Linked DNA regions of Mus musculus: regions 2, 3, 4, 5 and 6 are each linked to region 1. The links are chromatin contacts, called in public promoter capture Hi-C and targeted proximity ligation maps. All regions are on one chromosome and are shown on one strand. The core of a region is the stretch at or near the end of the contact, and the rest is flanking DNA. Distances in the headings are between cores, read along the strand shown. Region 1 holds the start of Pank1 (pantothenate kinase 1). Region 2 holds the start of Acta2 (actin, alpha 2, smooth muscle, aorta). Region 3 holds the start of Stambpl1 (STAM binding protein like 1). Region 4 holds the start of Ankrd22 (ankyrin repeat domain 22). Region 5 overlaps Stambpl1 (STAM binding protein like 1). Region 6 holds the start of Fas (Fas (TNF receptor superfamily member 6)).

Evidence for each region. Promoter capture Hi-C pulls out the DNA fragments that hold promoters and counts their contacts.
Region 2: a targeted proximity ligation map of bone marrow-derived macrophages shows a contact between it and region 1, with 6 times the contacts expected there. A contact is called at or near these places in 10 of 39 promoter capture datasets (the 3T3-L1 cell line, the C10 cell line, cranial neural crest and 6 more), 3 of 130 datasets of targeted methods (bone marrow-derived macrophages, forebrain and large pre-B cells) and 2 of 9 other capture datasets (adipose tissue and liver).
Region 3: a promoter capture Hi-C map of pre-B cells shows a contact between it and region 1. A contact is called at or near these places in 6 of 39 promoter capture datasets (the C10 cell line, cranial neural crest, hippocampal neurons and 3 more), 3 of 484 Hi-C or Micro-C datasets (B cells and embryonic stem cells), 2 of 130 datasets of targeted methods (bone marrow-derived macrophages and pancreatic cancer cells) and 1 of 9 other capture datasets (adipose tissue).
Region 4: a promoter capture Hi-C map of pre-B cells shows a contact between it and region 1, with 2.6 times the contacts expected there. A contact is called at or near these places in 7 of 39 promoter capture datasets (the 3T3-L1 cell line, the C10 cell line, cranial neural crest and 2 more), 1 of 130 datasets of targeted methods (bone marrow-derived macrophages) and 2 of 9 other capture datasets (adipose tissue and liver).
Region 5: a promoter capture Hi-C map of pre-B cells shows a contact between it and region 1. A contact is called at or near these places in 2 of 39 promoter capture datasets (cranial neural crest and pre-B cells), 1 of 484 Hi-C or Micro-C datasets (embryonic stem cells) and 4 of 130 datasets of targeted methods (embryonic hindbrain, embryonic stem cells, forebrain and 1 more).
Region 6: a contact with region 1 is called in a promoter capture Hi-C map of liver, with 3 times the contacts expected there. A contact is called at or near these places in 6 of 39 promoter capture datasets (the 3T3-L1 cell line, 3T3-L1-derived adipocytes, the C10 cell line and 2 more) and 3 of 130 datasets of targeted methods (bone marrow-derived macrophages, embryonic forebrain and large pre-B cells).

What each region holds. Positions count from the first base shown.
Region 1 is chr19:34,877,448-34,880,904 of GRCm38.p6, forward strand. It overlaps Pank1 (pantothenate kinase 1), which reads right to left and starts at 2,008. Exons shown (of 7, transcript NM_001114339.2): 1 at 1,077-2,008. The coding sequence starts at 1,629.
Region 2 is chr19:34,253,169-34,256,877 of GRCm38.p6, forward strand. It overlaps Acta2 (actin, alpha 2, smooth muscle, aorta), which reads right to left and starts at 2,205. Exons shown (of 9, transcript NM_007392.3): 1 at 2,122-2,205. Gm31355 (a long non-coding RNA gene) reads right to left here. Exons shown (of 4, transcript XR_386664.1): 4 at 3,468-3,618.
Region 3 is chr19:34,190,214-34,193,774 of GRCm38.p6, forward strand. It overlaps Stambpl1 (STAM binding protein like 1), which reads left to right and starts at 2,016. Exons shown (of 11, transcript NM_029682.5): 1 at 2,016-2,418.
Region 4 is chr19:34,163,983-34,167,631 of GRCm38.p6, forward strand. Ankrd22 (ankyrin repeat domain 22) reads right to left here and starts at 2,059. Exons shown (of 6, transcript NM_024204.6): 1 at 1,773-2,059. The coding sequence starts at 1,793.
Region 5 is chr19:34,219,861-34,223,413 of GRCm38.p6, forward strand. It overlaps Stambpl1 (STAM binding protein like 1), which reads left to right. Exons shown (of 11, transcript NM_029682.5): 2 at 327-406. The coding sequence starts at 377. Among named protein-coding and RNA genes, the nearest start is that of Stambpl1, 29 kb to the left of the region's middle.
Region 6 is chr19:34,289,200-34,292,457 of GRCm38.p6, forward strand. Fas (Fas (TNF receptor superfamily member 6)) reads left to right here and starts at 1,460. Exons shown (of 9, transcript NM_007987.2): 1 at 1,460-1,545. The coding sequence starts at 1,516.

The sequences.
Region 1 (3,457 bases), core at 758-3,257:
GTTAAAGCGGTTCCCAACGTTTTAGAAACGAATGCATTGCAGAAAGGCTATGAAAACTATGAACAGAAAGATAAAAATTATAAGCAAAGACAGGCGAAGGAGTTATGCTGTTTTCCAAACATCAACCTTTTACAGAAATTGAAGCCCAATTTAATCATTTCCCAACCCAGAACAGTTAATTGATATGCAACAGGTACCCGTTTGAATCCGATCGCTCACTACCGTGGACTCTACTTACTTTGCTTTCTGCCATTTACAAGCTTCATTAAAGACACCCACAAAGAGGTAACCAGTTGAATGGAGTTAGGCTCAGATAAGGAAAAAAAACAACAACAACAAAACAAAACAAAACAAAACAACTCGTAATCTCTACCTACAAACTGACATCCCAGAATGTCAGGTGGGGAAGGTACCCTTTACAGTCTACCATTATATATACAAGTCTCAGGTTGTGAAACAACGCACTTTTTGGAGTTGTACAATTACAAACACTCAACTCGACCCACTCCAAGGGGAGGGGGGGAATCCACCTGCAATCCTCATTGGTCCACACCGTTCCGGCCCACATGGTGTCAGTGGGTGTTTCCCTCTACACCAGCCGTCTCACTGGCTGTGTGGAAACACTGTTTAATAGGCTGTGATTTGGGGGATTGTCAAACTCCACGCCTCCTTAAGCTTGCCAATGGGCCCTAGATACTGGCGGTTACTCTGCGATTCAAAGGGCAAACTGGTAGCCTGAGATGCACGCCCCAAAAGATGTGCTCGGAGAAGGGAGCAGTGAGCCCCGGGCTGTGCCAGCCCGCCCTCCTCCTAGTCCCAGACCCAAGATCAGTCGGGTTGTTTGCCCCACGGCCACCAATAACAGCGGGCAGTGCGTTCTCCCAGCCGCTACGGTGACCGAGGGAGCAGCTCCAGCTAGTGTCTGACCGACCCAGTAGGCGGATCGGACTAGACAGGCGCCACCGCGGGCCGCCACCTTGGACGCCCGACGCCTCTAGGGAGGACGCAGTCCAGAGCGGCACTCTGTCGCCCCCCTCGACCGCGGGCACCGGCGCTTCCCTGCCGGCAGGACTTACGCGGCCTGTTCTTCCTCCCGGAGTCCATCCTCCTCCGCAGCCGGCATTTCTTGGCCGGAGAATCATGCTGGGCGAACAGCGGCTGCGGCTGCAGCTCGGACGGGAGCTGGAAGCGTGGGGCCGGCGGGTCGCGGCTGCTGGCGGCCGACGGGTGGAAGCCGTTGTGCAGCAGCCCGTTCACGGCGGCCGCGGCGCCCTCGGGGGCCCCCGGGGACTGCAGGGCCGCGCGCTCGTGTTGCGCGCCGCGGTCGCCCATGCCCGGGACCGGCGGAGCGGTGCGCGGGCTCCGGCTCTGGCAGCCTCGCTGGAGGTCACGGTCGGCCGTTCCCCGATCTTCCGATCCACCCTGGGGCTTGCTCTCCCGCAGCCTCGGCGCCGCGGTCGGGAGCTGGTGGCCCCGGCGCTCCTCCCCTCCTCCCGTCGGCGTCCCCACGTCTTCGGCGAGCTGGGCCCCGCGCACCGGGCTTGCTGCTCTCGCCCGCAGCGTGTCGGCATCGCGCGCAGCTGCGGGAACCTCGGTGGACCCCGGCCGGGGAGCCCGCCTCCCCCTCATCCCAAGGCCGAGCCACTTCAAATGCGGCTTCCTCGCCTCCCAGACCTGTCCCCGCCACTGAGCATGCCCAGTCCTACCCGCCACCGCCACCGACGAGTTTCAACGTGCGGAATGAAGTTCTCGGGGTTTGCGAAGAGGAGATAGGCGGATGGGGCTTTGTGTGGCGGAGCGAGCCTAAAGGGTACTGGGTGAGGTAGGCACGAGACAGCCAGAAGCCTCGGGAGGAATGCCGGAGGAAGCCAGATATTTGCAGAGGTTTCAGGTTTGCTAATCCTATCCCCAGTGGGCTAGTACCTTCACAAGGTCACCCATGCTACATCCCCGCCCCACGAAAGTGTGTGAGCAGGCGCGCGTGCGTTAATGTGACCAAACTACTCCCAGGTCTGAAGGGAGGGAAGAGAACAATTATTTATAGAGAGGTAGGCAGCCTTGGAGAAGGAGGGGAGTGAAATTCCTTGGTTGGCACACTCACACAAACAGCATGTGTTCTCGAGTTGTCGTTTGCAGAGAGGAAACCTAGGAAGAGAGAGAAAGGACAGTGAAGGACAAAACTAGGCAGGAATAACCGGTGCTAGAAGAAACCAAGTAAACAGAACCGATCCCAAGCTATAAAAAGCGCATTCCTCACCCAGAAAAGACCGGCAGGGGACAATGCCCTGTTCTGTTATTTATGAAATAAAAAGTTGCCTTGGTTATGAGAAGGGGAACCAGCACCATGATAGCCCTCAGAGTTAGCCCCCAGTTCCCAGTTCCGATTCCCACTGACACTGAGCAAAAGACAAAGTCAGTACTTAACACACCTGTTATAGGCAGTGCCCAGCAAGCGGGACACATTTGGGTATTGGGGACTTCTTGAGGCCTTAGCTTTTGTGTCTGTCCAAAGGGGACTCTTGTGTGTCACAAAAGTACCTAATATAACCTTTGCACATAATAAATGCCCACAAGAGTCTAATGTAGACATTAAAGTCAGGCTGGGGATATAACAGTCAGACACTTCTTATCATGGGATTCTGTCCCTACGAAGGAATAGAGAGAACATAACGGCAGGCTATTGTTTCCAATGACTATGAATACAGCGGGCAGAGGCCAGGCCCCTCACTGAATTTGCACATCACCAAGCTCAAACTAAGCTCTTTGACCCTCTGAAAACATCTGTATTAAAGAGGTGAGAACCGAAGTCTCCAAAGGCCAGCTTCAACAACTTGAACTTCCCTCTACCTTAATCCTAGCAAAAGTGACCTGTGATTAGCCTACCCACCCCTTGAACTAAATCCTCCATGGGTCCAAAACTGGCATTAGCTGTGCCCGGGGTTTACATTTGGTTTGAGGATTTCTTCTGGCAGAGCCCTTCCCAAAATCAACAGGTTCAGAATCAATGAGGCCACTCTGTTTCATCCACCTGTCATTTCAAATCAGGAAACCAAGGCACAGAGACATAACTGAGACTAAGACCAAAACTAGAACTTAATCCCTGTTTCCCTGCTTCCTTGGGCTTATATGATTTGAGAAATTGCCTTAGGTAATCCAGCCTCAGCCCATCTGATTTTTGTCCAGTTCTGTACAACTTGCTCCTTCAGGCTTATAATCTCTCCCTATTCCTATAACCCTTTATACCTCCTTCTTCTGGCTACAAAATACACATAGCCTACCTAGTAACACAGCCCTGCATCCCAACTACTCGGGAGGCTAAACCTCCTGAGGAGGAAGACCTCAAATTGAAGTCCTGCCTTAACTACTTAGTTCAAGTCAGTTTTCGTTACGTAATGAAACCCTGTCTCAAAAAAAAAAAAAAAAAAATGCTGGAGAGATGCTGGAGATGTCTAGCATT
Region 2 (3,709 bases), core at 955-3,454, 620 kb before region 1:
ATATGGAAACTTGGATAGAAATTTCCAAATATGGTGTTTGAAATTTTACGAGTTATAACATTTCTTCATTTATTAAAGTCACTGTTAAGCTGAAAACCCAACAGGTTGCTGAGAGCTATTCTTGTTTAAGACTAATAAGTTACAGAAAGAGACAGAATATGACCTTAATAAAATGTGAGTTGTTCCTCTACCCCCAAAGCTTACTTATTCTGTCCAAAATGTTTACTAGGATTCTTTTGAAGTGGCAAGCATCAGCTTTTGTAGATTTTTTTTCTTCCCTGAGCTCTGGTATCTTCTTCTAAGCTTGATTAACTGAGTATATACCCCTTAGGGTTGTTTTAACAACAATTTAAGGAATTGACATTTAAGCTTGGATTTTTGAGAGCTTCAAAGGACATCCAGAGTGTTGTACAAGCATTGCACGTGGATATCATCAAGTAACTATTATCCCTACCCAAAGATTCTGTTTGCGATCTTGGTTTTCTTTCAACCCTGTCCTCAAGATCAGAGTGAAATCTTCAATGTGTTCCCCTTGCAAGAATGGGAAAATGGGTTTCTTCAGCAGTTTGCTCTTTCCTCTTTCCACTATGCCTTTCCTTTCAGACTCTGAATTATACTTAGCTTCCTTTCCAGTGGATGATAAGGACTCAGAAGAAAGTTTCAAACCACAAGGAGGCACAGAAGCCAGGTGACTGGCAGAGGCAGAAACCACCAAAGGACCAGCAGAGAGTCTGTGTGTCCACTAAGCCTGTTTTCCATACTTAGCACCAGGGCTGCAAATGGGATAAGCCACTTGGAATTAGGATACCCTCTGAAAATGGGGAAGGATAACCCACATAAACTTTTTGTTGGGCAGGATGGCTTAAGGTTGTGCCTTAGTATATTCAGAAAAATAAGCTACCTGGTTTTTAAAAAAATGCAGGAAAAAATACTGTCAAATTCCGTAAAGATGTATTTCTATTTCATCAAAAATATCCAGGAAAAAATTGTCTTATTAAGCTCTGAAAGGAGCGTTGTCACTGGAGAAGAAGTCTGTGTGTTTCCAGAGGACGCAGCCGCTGTGGTTTGCAACTCTTATCTAACCTGAATGAGCAGCTCGGTTTGAAGCGGGGAGCATTTCCTAATTAGGTAAAACACACTGGGCTCCAGCCTCTGCTTTTGGAACTGCACCGGGGCGGGGAGTTTGGTGCAGCCCAGTGGAGCTCATCTGGTGCCAAAAATGAATTGTTGGGGGGAGGGGGGAGGGGAGGAAAGGACAGTACCCTTCCCAGCTTATGAGTCTCAAATGCAAACCATATTTAGTCATGAATCACAAAACAGGAGGAAAATCTTATCGAGAAAACTCCATTCCCTGATGAAGCTACCGAGCCCTGAGTTACAATGTGGGGTGGCAAGGCTGGTTCCACAGATACTTAAGCGGCTGAGGGACACGTGAGGCAGAGAAATGCAAATCAGATCTCCCCTGGATGAGACACTTCCTCCTTTCTTTGCAGAAAGTAGAAAAGCTATGCTATGCTGCAAATGACCAATGGCATAGGTCTGACTTGTAAGGGCACCAACACACTCACAAGATACACATTTCCAGCATAGGACACCAGCTCTTAGAGCCCCGGAAACCCAGAAGCAATGCGTCCACTCAGCCAACATCAGAGAGCAGGCAACTACCTCAGTTCATTCCTGATATTCACTTCCAGTTACCTCAGCTGCACTAAATACCTCATGCTACATCATGATACATCCAAAAGTTTCCAACTTTTGCCTAAGTAGAAACAAACGTATAATTTACCACATACAGCTAGACTCCACCCCTACAGTACGCTGCGGGATCAGAGCAGTTGGTTTAGTGTAAACAGGTTTTGCAGATGACACACATGAACAAACTTTAATTTTCTATCCATTTCCTTTTCCAGTAAATCAAGCGTTGTTTCCAGTAAATCAGCCCTATTCGGATGTAAAATCATGCAAGCTAAAAAGCTACAATCATTTTAACAGTATAAATCTTTATTCAAAAATTCAAAACACGTGAGTCATTCAGATTCCCACAGACAATGTCTGGCTACATTGGATGATAAAAGAGCCTGGGAAAACTCGAAGTCATATCCCTGGGCTGGGGCTACTTACCCTGACAGCGACTGGCTGGGCTTCTCCACTCTGGGTGGGTGGTGTCCCGGGAGGCTGAACGCTGAAGGGTTATATAGCCCCTTGCTCTGATCCCCTCCCACTCGCTTCCCAAACAAGGAGCAAAGACGGGCTGAAGCTGGCCGTTCACTCTAACACAACCATATAGGGACCTCAGCACAAAACTCTCTAATCTGGGTGGCCAGAGGCCTGGGTCTCTTCCACTGCATTCCTCTGTTCTGCTCCCGAAACAGGAGGCAGCTCAGCTGCTTATGGGGATAAACATCCTAAGCCCTCAGAACAACTGCTCAAATGCCCAGACACTGGGCTAGTGTCATGGGACAGACGCAGGCACGGTTTGCACATTCCTCAGAAGATGCCAGCCCCTGTCTGGCTAGTCTTTTGGGCCATTAGCTGAGGACTTGGATAAGGAAGGGCCTGTCTCTGACTAGCTGCGATTTTTAAGCAACACTGTTGCAAAAGGTAGCCTAGATCAAAAGATGCTTCGAGTCACCCATAAATATGCAGAGGAGTCATGTTTTTATGGAAGCTACATTGTACTTATACATTGTGTCTTTGTGTTGTAGTAATGAAACCAGGAACTGAAGTATGTAGTGAGGATTAACCAGCCTGTGTTGCCCAAAGAGTAACTTAGAAGTCAGAATCACTGTAACTGCTTTAACCCTTAACATTCCGCATGTTGCTGGCTTTTTACTGACCCTTAACAGCATGATTAAGGACCATCCTTTGCCCACAGAGATCACCAGTCACCCTGTCATAAAAAAATAAAAAAAAAAAACTTTGTAAAAGAAATTTGAAATGTTGAAATGAAGCCTGCTCACTCTCCTCCATGACTATGAGCCCACTGGACAGAAACAGAGATCAAGTGACCTCAAGTGACCCTATCATTCTTCAAAGGCATCAGATCGTTGGCTTTGATGGACAGTCAGTGACTTTACATTTCTGTACTTTCCTCCTGCAAGCCAAGGTTCTGATTCCATTCACGATAGAGATATTTTGGATGGATTCTGGGAGTGCTTCTGAACTGTGCACATGTTAGGGAAACCCCAGGGTGAATGGCAGCAGCTGTCCACTCACGCTCCCACGGCTCATGCACTTGTTTTATGGTGTCCACCTGAGCGCATGCATAGTTTTCTTTGAGAAATTACACTGGTGACTCTTAGGAGAATCTAATAGTTGCTAAACAATGATGTGGTTTCTTTGTGTTGCTCAAGAGTTTTCTACTCTGTATCTGGTTTCTATCGACTAAGAAATACATTGTCTGCTCAAATACAGAGATCGCATAGTATAAGACAGAGTAGGACATTTATGATTAATCCAATGGGTCCTTATCATAGGCATCGTGTAAAGCAAAATTCCATGTTTTGCTTTGGTTTTGGTTTTGGTTTTTACTTTAGTCCCAGGCACGGATCTCTGTGTTGATGTCTTGCTTCAGGAGTGTTAGAGTGTTGTCTTGGTCACTTCACGAGCTGGCAATTCCTTTAAAAGACAAGAAAAGAGCTTTGATAATATTATAACTTTTTTTGTTTATAGTGGTTGTCTTTTTCAGTAATCAGAATATTAATACATG
Region 3 (3,561 bases), core at 766-3,265, 690 kb before region 1:
CAAATGTCCACCAAATCTTCATATGCACACAGGAATGATGGACCTGGGACTGAGGGAAATAGAAGAATATGAAGGATTCACCTCATACTCGGCTATAGTAGGTGGACCGTCCTAAAACTTTTTCTGATAAACATTTAAAAATCTGAATTTCGAAGTGCTGGGGCTGTTGCTCAAGGTTAAAAACTCACCCTTCACACACTTGAACTTTGGGTTTGATCGCTCTGACGGCAGATGAATATAATTTAAAGACTTGAATATTTGTGGAATTTCCTGGTTTTGCAATTTGGAACTAAAAAAAAATAATAATAATTAAAACAAAACAACACCACTGCCTCTTGAAAAATCAAGGCTGCAGACTGCCTTGGCAATGGAAGCTTATTTTCATACCACAGTAGGGTGGTGTCACTTTAGAAGGGACCAAGGGTCAGCGGTTAAGAGCACTACTGACTGCTCTTCCAGAGGTCCTGAGTTCAATTCTCAGCAAAGATACAGTGGCTCACAACCATCTATAATGAGATCTAATGCCCTCTTCTGGTGTGTCTGAAGAGAGTAATGGTGTACTCATATACATAAAATAAATAGATAAATCTTAAAAAAAAAGGAGGGGTGGCACCAAGGGTGAATTAAACAGCTCAGAAAGTGGCAGAGTCTGGGTTGCAAGTTTGGTTTCCAAAGGAAAAACCAACCAAGACAGCCAGTGTGTCTCACCCCACTGTAGTGTTTTCTTCCACTTGGAGCTGGGTTCCCACCGAAGCTGGAAACCCCCAGCTCATCAACAGTGACAGTGTTCTTAAAATGTTGGCGAGTTGGTACTGCTCCCTCGAAGAAGCAGCTTTTGAGGTCTTCTTACTTAAGAGTTTCAATCACTGTGACAAAGCAGCAAGACAAAAATCAACTTAGGGAGGAAAGGGCTTATTTCACTACCACAGTGCAGTCCATTCTTGAAGGATGTCAAGGCAGAAACTCAAGCAGGATTAGAATCTGGAAGCAGGGCCTGATGTAGAAGCCATCGCGGGGAGTTGGGGGAGAAAGAGAAACCCCCCCTGGCCCCCTAGAGTGCTGCTTACTGACTTGCTCCCCTTGGCTTGCTCGGCTTTCTTACAGCACCTAGGATCACCTGTCGAGGAGTGGCACCACCCACAATGTGCTGGTACCCTCCCACACTAATTACTAATTAAGAAGACGCCCTACAGGCTTGCCTAAGGCCCCCCATATTGTGAAGGCATTTTCTCAAATCAGGTTCTCTCTTCTCAGATGGCTCTATCTTGTGTCAAGTTTCTATAAAACTTGCTAGCACGGATGTCAAATCAGAATGGATTCTTCCAGCTCCCTTCATCCTTTCTCCCCTTCCTCCACACTCTCCACGCTAACAGCATGCCTTCCACTACTACGCAGCTGATTTAAAACTCGCAGATAAATAATTTTACTTGTCTCTGTCTTACTCATGGAAAACATATAAGATGCAGCTTTTGTATACGGGACTGTAGTGAATATGAATCGTTGCGTGCACTGTGTCTGGCTCAGGTCTATGGCCATATTAAAGACACTGCATTATAATGGTGACACTATAGTAATGGTAAGGAGCTAACCGTTTGTATTTTCCTAGTTCAAGAAGGTGGGGAGAGGGGGAGTGTTTCACGGCGGCAGCGCTTAGTCACGGTTAAATCTCAAAATGGGATTCCTACATAAGCTGTAATCCTATAGCTAAACCATTACATTGGCAAATTCAGCTTCATGACAGCTTGCGTGCTCTGCAGTTTTTGGAGTCGCCCAGCCATTTTCCCAGCTTCTAGGCCAAGTTGATAATTCACTGGGCTGTCCAGGTGGTCCAACCTAGGGCAACGAGTATGCAGGTAGACCGGGGGTTAAATCACAAGCAGCCATTTCCATCTGGCCATAGGCCCTCCGCAGGGACCCGCCACCCCAGAGGTTTTTTTGCAGCACGTGGGAAGCTGTGGCTACAGAGGGGGCGGAGGCAGAGGCGGAGGCCGCACCCAGGGGCCGGGGAAGGGGGAGGGGGCGGACCATCGCTGTGACAATTTCATTCCCTACGTTGCTGCGGCAGAGATTCAGAGGCCATTGGCCTGTGCGTTGTTTTGCAAGGGAGCTGGGGCTGTCCCGCCAGACAGAAGAGAGAGTCCAAGCCACGGAAGGCATCAGAGCTCGACCGACCAAGAGCAAAGAGAACCCAGAGGCCCGGACTAGACCAGCCTGGGAGCGACTCACAGCCTGGTGCCACCGTCACCAAGCGCCGGTGCCTTGCGGAGCAGCCGCTGCCGCCCGGGCTGCAGAGGCCACACGGATGCCCGAGCCACGCGGCCCGCGCAGGGACAGTCGTCGCAGTCGTCATCCCACACAAGCTCCGGACGCGCACGACTGCTGGTGAGTGGCCCCACACGTGTGCCCGCTGGCCCCGAGGTGAGTGGTGATGACGAGTGGCTTCCTGTCGCCCTGCGGTCCCCGCCCCCACGCGCCCCTATCCCGCTCTAGGGTTAGCTTCTTCTCGCCCAGGAAGGCGGAGGCTGTGGTTCCTGGTCTCTTGGCCCTGGGGCGGTGACCTGGACCCGGCTGCGCGTGCTTTTCTGGTTCATACTTGGAATGCATCCTTGCAGATGATGTCAGGATTCCAAGAGCCCACCTCACTGGTTTTGCGTGGGGCTCCACGTCGGCTGCGCGGGATGTCAAGGAGGGAGGGGCGAGAAACTGGTAAAAGCACCTTCATACTAGAGGGTAAGGGGAGGAAAGGACTTTCTAGATGTTGCATTGATGCCCTTTAGCCTCGTGAGACATATTCTCTTACTGGAATAACTTGATTGCTCGCTGGAAGCCTCAAGGGAAATGCGCAAAAAGATGCAATGCTATTAAAACATAATTTTCCAGAACTCGTCGAAATAACTGCTGACAGTCTAGAGTCCGAAGTGCTGTGGTTAATTGAAATGTAAAAGAAAAAGAAAAAAAAAATGAAGGAGTAATTCAAGAAACAGAATCTAATTTAGAGGATTGGGGAAAAAAAAATCTCTAGGTTGTGTGAGGGGGAGGGGCCTGTCTGTCTTCCCGAAACGAGTGTTTGGTCACTAGTAAGCCCTAGTGAGCACGCTGCTTTCCAGACATCCTGCTAGCCACGAAAATTAAACGAAGTCTTGAGTTTCAAAAGTGTCTCCAGAAATAAGGTTAATCTGAGCTTCTGTCAAGGTCAATACCGACTCCTGAGAGCAGACAAAAATTAACACTTGAATGTTTGACTTCCGGTTTCAATTTGTAAGTAGTACTTGTTTCCAGACCCGTTTCCATGGGCAGTTTTTTTGTATTTCTGACAGACGCTAATTTGATTTTTATAAATGTACTCTGTAACTAGACTCTGCTGGGCATTGTTTAAGTCCACTGTAAATATGTGTTCATTTTAAACACATTAATGTCTGAGCAGTAGACTGATCGTGCTAGACCAGTGGTTCTCAACCTTCCTAATGCTGAGACACTTTAATGTGGTTCCTCATGTTATTGTGACCCTACCCCCAACCATAAAATTTTTTTTGTTGCTACTTCATAGTTGTAATTGTGCTA
Region 4 (3,649 bases), core at 809-3,308, 710 kb before region 1:
TTACTATATGTTGTGCCCCAGTCCTAGGTCCCTTGTAGTGAACTAAATGAATCTTTCGTTTAAAAAACAATGCAACAGAATTAAAAAAAAAAAAAAAAAAAAAAAACCTCCAACTTATTTTGTCATTGACATAGCTGAAAAGTTAAATATTGATGTCACTTTGGGAGCAATTATCAGCTCTTCTTGGAAGTACTTAAACGTGCCTAACCTGGCCTAAACTTGCCTTGCTTGACAAATCAACACCAAACTGACATGTAATTGCACTGCTCGGTTCTCTGGTAGTCACAAAAAACTGCAGCTGTCCCCACAACCTAGGCTAACCATAGTACTGTTTAAGGGACCATCCACATATACAGAGAATTAGGGGGCCACAATGCATGATTTTAATCTACACTTAAACAAGATTGGGCTCATCTCCATGCACATAAAAGTCTAAAAAGAAAGCCACCCTGAGCAGGAGTTCTGACTTTCAGGATGGTGGTGAACAGGTTATGGCTGGAATTCTTGTCAAAACTAGTTTTGTGGACCCTACATGAGGTGAGTCAGAACTCTGGAGTGAGTGTCCTAGAGAATTCACTATGAATGATTTTCTCTCCCTGACACTTAGAAAATTTACCAGAGTAGAATGTTAATTCACATTATATCTTTTAACATCCTCATATGTACGTGACTTCTTGGTGAGATCAAAATCACAGAGCAAGATATTCCCAGGACGGTGAAATAAGCAGACAATGCCTTTAGTAAAGGCACTCACACACTTAAGTGCACACAGTCGCAAATTCATGCTTGCACATGTTCATTGGAAGCAGGCACCAAACAACCACCTTTCATGCTAGCAGATCCAAATCAATGAGGCTCCCTTGAGCTTAGAGAATGGAATGCTGATTAGCAAGTTAATTATGTCAGACAAGGAGTAAGTTATGAATAATAATAATGATAATAATAATAATGAGAGGAGAAGAAGAAGAAGAAGAAGAAGAAGGAGAAGGAGAAGGAGAAGGAGAAGGAGAAGGAGAAGGAGAAGGAGAAGGAGAAGAAGGAGAAGAAGAAGAAGAAGAAGAAGAAGAAGAAGAAGAAGAAGAAGAAGAAGAAGAAGAAGAACCACTACCACAACAACATTACTGTGCCTCTGATACTCTTATTCAAACATCACCCTTTGAAACATTGAAAATGTATTTGATTGTAGTAAGCTATGTTCAATGTAGAAAAATGTCCTGACAGCTATCAAGAGGAAATAGTCCAGATATCAAAGCGGTACTTCCTGTCATTGTGTCTATACGGTGATAACCTATATTAATAATTGCCAAAGGTGAACTTCCTTCCACATAATAAGCTTCAAGGTGTTGTTGTAGTCATGGGTTCCATGAAAAGCTTGCCAATCATTTGGCTTTTTAGAAAATCCAATTAGGTATGAGTTTCTCTTGCCCTCGTGTATTTCACTGAGACACAATATAGCTACAGCCCCGTTTTTCGGTATCACCTCTGCAATTAGGATGTCAGAAAATATGTATCCCATCACTCTCAACTTGAGTCTAGCTAAAACTTATTATTTCAGTCTAACTTGTGTTAAGATACCAAAACAAACAAAGCAAAACAAAAAATAAACCCTAAATATCTTAGGATCACAAGAGATCTTTCCTGACTTAATACTCACAAGGAACACTAAATAGAATTGAAAATAAGTCATGATAACAGGGATAGACAATTAATCGTGGAAAAACAAAAGAAATTTTTAGCCCCTTCGGACTCCTATGTTCAGAATTATGACTTACCTCAGAATATAGGATTCCCATCCCGGTCCTTCCTGGATTCGCACCCTCTCTACAATGCAGTAGTGAATCTTCTAGAGGCGTTTCTAATTAATATTAAATTTCTTCCAGGAAAATAAGGTCCCTGGAAGTCCAAGCTGGTGGCGAGCCCTCTCTTTCCACACCTGGGAATGCCTTTTCAGCAGTCTGTGACAGCAACACACCTTGTAGAGAGACAGGCTATGAAGAGAAGGCATTGGCTTACAGGTAATGATCCCAGCTGTATCACTGTTACAGCCAGGGGAACCGGTTTCTGAGTCATGTACCTCTGCCAGTGGAGGCGGCAGTAAAAAAGGAAGCACAGGTGGGGTGCTGGGAGGAGGAACTTCTTAGGCCAGCAGGAAGAGTTCAAAACAGGACTCTGTACTTACGCAATTTCTGAATTGAAATCCAGCATTCAGTGGCCATCATAGTCAGCCAACTCATTAGTGAGAGTCACGGGATCTAGTTAGGTAAATAATCCTTAAAGTCATGGCTAGCAAGTTACACCTTTCCCCCAGACACTTAAAGGGCCCTGTAAGTTAATAAATTAAACTTAACTTAATAGTTTTTTTAATTATTTTAATTGATGTGTGGTAATTATACACATGTATTCAGTATTATATGATAATTCAAAAAGTATTATATATAATGGTCAAGTGAGAGTAATTAGCATTTCTATATGTTTTAATGTCATTCTTCTGAGAACCTTCAAAGTCCTCTCTCATACTTTTTTTATAAGTAAAAAAGATGCAAAGTAGATCACTCTGAGGTGCTGTGGAGCACCAGGCCTGACTCCTGCTATATCTGTTGTGGTACCTGTGACTCAGCCTCCTCCGCTGCCACTAGCACCTTCTGTGCCTGCAGTCATCGCTACTATAATCTCTTATCGTGGTGCTGTAGGGAACAGCTGAAACCCTGCTCAAAGTTCTTTTGTGTTGTGTGACACTTGTTTTATTCAGACCGTGCCTTGCCCTGACAGATTTCAGTTTACAAGCAACATTTGACTCCATTGTGAGAATGGCGGATGACTGTTCATCTTGCTGGACACAGGAGCAACAGCAGCTGTCTGACATGACCTGAGAGGCCCTAACTGAAAAGTAGTTTACTCCTTAAAGGAGGAAAGGCACATTGGTCGCTGTGAACTGGGATCGCAGAAACACATGGGCATATTATGATCATGATCGGAGGAGTAGGTTGGGGACTTAGCAGACACTCCAAACTGAGGAATGGATGCTACACTCTCACCTGGATGGATGGTGATGCCTCAAAGAGCATCCATCTGACCTCCTGCCCTGTTTATGAAGAGACCAATGGAAACAGAACTCTTGATTGTCCCCAGGACATCACCTTAGCTCACTCCTTATTATTGATGCAGACAACAGCAAATTTCTATCCACTCATCTCCCTATCATTAGTGTGGGCCTACTCCTACCTTTTGCTCTCCCGACTCTGTGGCCTAGGTCCCATGTCTCATCTCTGAAGCTCTACTCCAACCCTATAGCCTATATCTACCACCACCACAGGGTCTTCCTGTATAGACTATCTGATGGCAGTTTTCAAACTTCTAACTCATTGAACAGCCTTTTAAACTATCCATAGTCATTCTGTAAACTACATATACACATATCATATATGTGACATATCATGTGTGATCTGAGGATATTAATAATTAAGATTACTCCAATTTGTGCTTGTCACATGGAAAAAAGAACTTTTCACGGATTGCTTCCAGTAAAGCTGTTATACCTTGTGGATTTGTTATATTAGTAATAAAGGATGATATGAAAATATGCAAGGGTGTTCACCTATATTTCTGGCATAATATGCTTATGACACTTGAAAACTGCTAAATTGTTTTA
Region 5 (3,553 bases), core at 516-3,015, 660 kb before region 1:
TTCTTCTTTTTCTGTTTTTGAAGGAAGTAAGCCTGCTTTGTATATAGCCTTGCATAGGATTCTAAATAAACCAGCACACGGCAGTGCCATACACTCTTCTCATCGAGCCTTTATTCCCTGCATCCCTCTACCTATTAAGATCAATTTCAAGCACGCATAAGCACCCAACATTTTATATTTTCTGGAGAAGACCTCCATAGTCGCTTGAAGCATTCTGGTTGTGTACCTTTCTCAAAGGGTTCACCTTCCTTTGAGCTTGGACCTTGGAAATCGAGACTTATGTTCTCCTAGAGTGACCTCGTCTTTGCTCTGTGTCTTTCAAACAGATGAAGTGACTGAGAAGGAGTGAGCACCTTGCCTTTGCAGACAGGACAGCATGGAGCAGCCATTCACTGTGAATTCACTGGTAAGTCATGCCAAGCCACACGTTGTATATGGTTGAAAAGCTCCTAAAGAAGAGTGGGGCAGGCTGTAGAAAGTCTCACTACTACTTTTAAGACACAGAGCACTTGTAGGTTTGTAGCCTTCTGTGTGGCCCTGTCCTTCGAGGACGTGACTACGAGAGCCATCTTTGCAAGGTTTAAAAATAGAGTTTTACAGTTTTGCTCACAAAAGTGGGAAATGTTAACCTGTGAGGCTAGATTCTAGGAGCATAGATCCTCTGGAAAAAATACCAGAGGCGATTTCAGAGGGTATCATCGCGTTTGAGCTCCTTTACAGATAAAAGTTGGACGCTTGCCGTGTGTGGTAACAACTGAGAAAAGTCCTCCATGTTCAGCACTGAGCTGTTGCTTGGGCACGGTCCTTGTGTGTCTGTGTTCTTAAGCTGCTTGTGTTTCTCACTTTTCCGCTACAGCCTGTCAGAACTGACAGCTTTCCTACCCGTATCCCAGAAGAACAGTGTGTTGGAGAGGAAGAATCAGGACTTTTCCCCCCATTAATATGTTTATTTATTCACTTTACTTCCTGGTCACAGCCCTCCCCTCCCTTCTTTCCTCCCAGTCACACCCTCACAAATCCCTCCCTCCATTTTCCCCTCCTCTTCTCGGCAGAGAAGGGGGAGCCTCCCTTGTGTTCTACCCCACCCAGAGATATCAAGGCCCAACCAGGCAGTTCAGCTAGGGGAAGGGAATCTGATGGCAGGTGACAGAATCCAAAACAGTCCCTGCTCCTGTTGTTGGGGAACCCATATGAAGACCAAGGTGCATATCTGCTACAAATGTGTAGGGGAGCCTAGGTCTCTGCATGCTCTTTGGTGGTTCAGTGACTCTGACCCTCCCCCAACCCTCCACCCATGGGCCCATGTTAGTGGACTCTGTAGGTCTACCTGTGGTGACCTACAGGTAGCTCACCTGCTCCTCCTGGCTCACTCAGTCCTATACCCATCCCCACTTCCACACGAGTCTCCAAGCTCCACCTGATGTATGGGTCTCTGGATCTGTTTCCATCCACTGCTGAATGAAACCTCTCAGGAGAAAGTTATGGTTGGCTTCTGTAACAGGACTTTGGGATCATGTCTATTTGCTTGGTAGCCCAGAGAAGTCCCTAAAAGTGAATATAGGTATACTACATAATCTCTTTGGCCCTCATTTATGTATGTCCTCAGCCTATCATGGCGACCTGATAAATGAAAGCTGTTAATTTTTTCATATTGTACAGCTCTCATGCAGTCAGCCAGACTTGCTGCGAGTTCATGAGTGCATCTGTCATGACCAGTAGACCCTCTTTTGCATTTCTTTGATCTCTGACTCTTATCTCTTCCTGCCTCCTCTTCCACTATGGTTCCTGAACCATGGAGGACACGCCATAGACACTTACTCTCTGCACTTTGCCCACTTGGGAGTTTTGTGCATTAACTGCCATCCACTGCACAAATAAACGTCTTTGTTATGGTCTAAGAGCTGCCCAAGTCTATAGGTATTTAAGGGGCAGATTGATGCTCTGTTTAGCAAAATAATAATCGTAAGTCCTATGAACTCCCAACCATTGGTTCTTGGCCACTACCAGGTTTGCATTTCTTTGTGGAGCAGACCTTAAATTCAATGAGAAAAGTAGTTGGTTACGTCCGTAACATTGATGACACTCTTGTACCCACAGGCATGTCTTGCCATCTTGATCATTACTGTAGCTCACAGGGTTCATAACTGGTAACTCTGTTGATGACCTTTCTCCATCGGCAGCCTGAATAGTACCTTACACAGAAAGGAGGAACTTTTTTTCCCCATGTATTATGAACAGAATATATAGTGTCTCCAGCAATAGGGTCTCACTATCAAGTTCCAGTGGGAAATCAAGAACAAAAGCAATAGACTGGGTTGTATAGGACGTCTCCAGGACATCCCAAACAATGGCAGTAGCCTGTAGTGTATAGGAAGTCTCTGGAGTACCCTAGCAGTAGCCTGTGTTATCTAGGAGGTCTCCAGGACACCACTAATCAACAACTTAAGAGAATGTATGATACACTTGGCACTGGGATATTTATCTGACAACTTCTGCCTTCTGGGAAAAGCATTATTCATTGGATAAGATAACTTTCAAACTTCTTGCTAGTTTTCTCTCCTTACCCTGTTCGCTGCTCCTGCTTCCCCCACCCTCTCTCCTCTCTCATTATTCTCCTCCCTTTATACCCCCTGAGCCATACTATCCTCTGCTGCCTTAAGATCTCTTTTTACCCTTTCCATCTATGGCTCCTTTCTTGTTTACTAGCTTCTACGTGCACCTCAAGTTAAATACAAAAATCTAAAGATTTGATGCGAGGATCCATGTATGACTGAGGACATGCCACATTTGTCTTTCTGGGTCTTGGTTATGTCACTCGTTATGTTTCCCAGTCTCGTTCATTTACCTGAAATTTTCATAATTTATTTTTCCAGATGGATAAAATTCTATTCATCATCCACTCATTGACTGGTGGGACCTAGGCTCTTTCTATATCCTAGCTATTGTGAATAGAACAATGAACAAGCAGTGTCCCTGGAGTAGGAAAGAGAGTAGCTTGGGTATATGCCCAAAGTGATGTGTCTAGGTCATAGAGTTGATCTGTACCGGTTTGTACTGTGACCAACAGTGCGGGAGGCTTCCCTTTTCCCTGCATCGTTCCCAGCATTTGGTTTCTTTTGTGTTTTAAATCTCACCCATTCTGACCAGAGTACAGTGAAATACCAGAGTAGTTTTATCTGTAATTCCCTGATGGCTAAGGATGGTAGGCACTTCCTTCTCCTGAGAACTCTCTGCTCAGTTCCATAGCAGAGTGATTACATGGCATTGTTTTATTGATGTTTAGTTTATTTCTTTTTTTATAGTAGAGACATTAATCCTCTGTCAGGTATATAGCTGGCAAGTGTGTTTCTTTTCTAATGCAATTTCATAGACTGCCTCTTCAGTCAGTTAACAGATTCCTTTGCAGTAGGGAAGTTTTTTAATTGTATAAAGTCCCATTTGTTGACTGTTGATCCTCTTTCCTGGGCAACCAGGATGCTATCCTGAGAGTTCTTACTTAAGCCTCTCCTTCTTTCTTCTAGAAGTTTCCTATCTACTATTAGGATCTTTGATC
Region 6 (3,258 bases), core at 210-2,709, 590 kb before region 1:
TTCCCTAGGTCCCTGGGCTATCTAGTCTCAGGTTCTTGGGTAGCGTCAGGTTTATGTTCTATCTTGTGGAGTGGGGCTAAAGTCAAATCCAGTATTGATGGGTTGCTCCCACAAACTTTGTGCCACTATATGCACTAGCTCATCTCTCTAGCAGGACACCATCATAGATCAAAGGCTTTGGGGTAGAGGTGAGGTTTACCTTTCTCCTTTAGTAGCATGCAGAATATCTTCCAGTACCAAAGATGTTGGCATGTAGGGATGAAGGCTCTATGTAGGCACTTTCTTCTTGCTCTCAACTTCTCTATATTCAATGAGTTGTGTGGGTCTCAGTTTGTGGGGAGCAATCTATAGTCTTGGCAACAGGCTGCATTGTTTGGGGACTCCCATGCAACTCTTTTTGGCCAACGATTCAATTAGATGCAACCCCATCCAGGAAAGGAAAACTTCATTTGATGACAAGAGATGTTCACTTGTGGCTCTGTCTCCCCCCATTATTTGGCTATAGATCACCTTCATGTATGCTTATACTTTAGGAAGACTCTGCTAGGTTTCCATACCTCTCAAATGCCCTTTAATTTTAGCTGTCTCTCCCTGTATTCCCATTCATCGTCTTCCTTTCCCCTCCCCCACTTGATCTTCCCATCATAACTACCTATTTTATTCCTCTTCCTTAATAAGATCTTTCTGTCCCCTCCCCTAGTCCCTTACTCTATATCTAACCCCCGTGGTTCTAAAGATTCTGGCTTGGTCCCTGAGTTAACTGCTGTGTTATTTGTCATAGTCATTTACCTTCATTCTCCATTTGGGAAACGAAGCCAGGGACATTCCCCTCATCAGGATCCCAAAGCCTATTATCTCTACCTCTGCTGTGGTGATTGTCACTTCATGTATCATATATGAGCTCTGTGGAGGGACCTCCCTCATCAGAATCCTAGGGTGTGTACCTCCTCTGTGGTAATTACCATTCAGAGGCCCCAGAAGCCCCAGCAGACCTGTCACTGACAAAATATTGAAAGTGAAGGCAAAATGGTCTTTGTCTCCAGCAATCAGCCAAAGTCCAATTCAATACAGAGTTCAGAATTCCTTCCAGGGTGAGCAGCAGGCAGAAAAAAAAATCTCACTTGACCTGAGGGTGTGACTGTGGAAGCGCCCAGGATGGGGAATGCCCATTTATGCAATCAAGCCCTGCTTGGGCCCCCTCCTCCCCCGCCCCCCACCCCCACCCCGCTCAGGCCGCCTGTGCAGTGGTGAGTCAGTGGGTTTCCCCGGGAGACCAGCAGAACTTTCTCGCAACCCTTGGGGCTTTACGAAGATTGTGTTTGGTCCCTCAAAAGAAAAAAAGTGACATACACGTGTTCAAAGCGATTTCTGGGAAGACCTGAATAGGAGCGAAGCGGTTTGTGCGTGCCAGGGGGCGGGCCTAGGCAAAGTACATACCCACAGGCAGTCTAGAGCTGGTGGGTGGGGCCGCAGGCTGCCCACACAGGCCGCCCGCTGTTTTCCCTTGCTGCAGACATGCTGTGGATCTGGGCTGTCCTGCCTCTGGTAAGCTTTGGGACGCCTGGGATGTGGGACGCTGCATACTGGGGACCACCACATGAGATTCCAGATGTGGCTGGCATTGGGTGCCACCGGTCCAGATGTTTAGAAACGCAGGGGAGCTGCTTTCGCTCTTGGCTAAGTGCTCAGGGCTGAAGCCCAAGTCCAGCGTTTTTCTGGAAAAAGTTTGGGTCGGGGCGGGGGGCGGGGGCGACGGTCAGAGCTTGGTGCTGGCCAGCTCTTGGATCGATCGCTTTAGTATGGCTGGAGAGGGACTCTGGCTTATAGACTTGCCCAGACACTTTTCTAGTGCCACTTTAGGGCACTAGAAAAGTTCGCTCCGAGGCTCCCTGGCATTTGACACTTCTGACAGTTCGCTCAACCGGGAAGTGAGTTACTCTGGGCTGTATTTACAAGCCAAGCATTAGATCATAAAATTTCTCAAAGTAACTTTGTCTGCGAAGATTTGTTTACTCTCCTGTAACAACACGGGAAACAAAAAAAACCTTCCCTTCCGGGAATTGAGCTGTCAAATTGTGGATGGCTGAACTGGTGGATATTTTTATATTGTTTGTACTGTTTCTTCTGTTACCCTCTTTCTGCTGGCACTCTCACAGCAGATTTGTCCCAGTAACCCTAGGGCTCTGAGTCCCAGCTCCTCCTTGTCTGCTGCAGGCACAGAAGTAAGAACTCTCCAGCATTCGGTCTCTTCAGAAATGCCTGTTAATAAATGCCAGTCCGAGGGATTCGACCCTCCGAGGTTCAATCCAGTTCTGAATTTAGAAAGATTGCTTTATCAGGTCCCTAAAAATTTGCCGGGCACAAGGATCTCAAATCGGTTTTCACAGCAGTGGTAGAAGGGAGGAAGACAACCTCTCCTTACTTTTACAAGGTTAAAAGAGGTTCCGAGAGCTTAAGCATTTAACAGAGGTCACACAGCTAGCAAATGACAGTGCCGGGCTTCAGTTGAGATCTAACTCCAAGGGGCATGTACATACACACACACACACACACACACACACACACACACACACTACTGCCCCATGGTATGGTTAAGAGAAAGGTTTTTATTGTGGATATAAAAGAGAAAATGGCCAGAGGCATCTGGAAGAGCCCAGAACATAGAGAGAAAGAAGTAAACTGAACATGGCCAGCAGACTCGACCAGGGCTATCTGAGAGAGAGAGAGAGAGAGAGAGAGAGAGAGAGAGAGAGAGAGAGAGAGAGAGAGAGAGATGGAGCAGAGGCTAGAGAATAGAGAAAACCGAGCGAGAGAAGCAGGCGCCGAGGTGAGAGAACAGAGTGAGAAGAGCAGAGCAGGTTTTTAGGTTAAATGAGTCGCTAGTGGATGGGAAGCCCAGGAGCTGGAGGGAGCTTGAGTAGGGGTGGCAGTGAGCAGGACTAGGATGCTAGCATGCACTTTGAAATGTGCAACAGGCACTTGTGGTCCAAGTATGTGCTTTGATGTGCTGGTTAATAGGCACTACAGGTAGTCTCCTATGTCCCATCTGCCAGAGGTAAGGGAAATGACTTTCCAATGGATCAGAGGAGGCACATTTAGTCAAATCCTTAATACAAGCAAACCAGATAATCTGACAACATGGTGCAGAGACTGTTTGCTTGGCAGGGCATGTACAAACATGTCATCTTGAAGGGTTTTTTTTTCCTAGCGATTCTTTTCCACAACCTGATTTACTGACCTCCATCCCTACCCTAGATC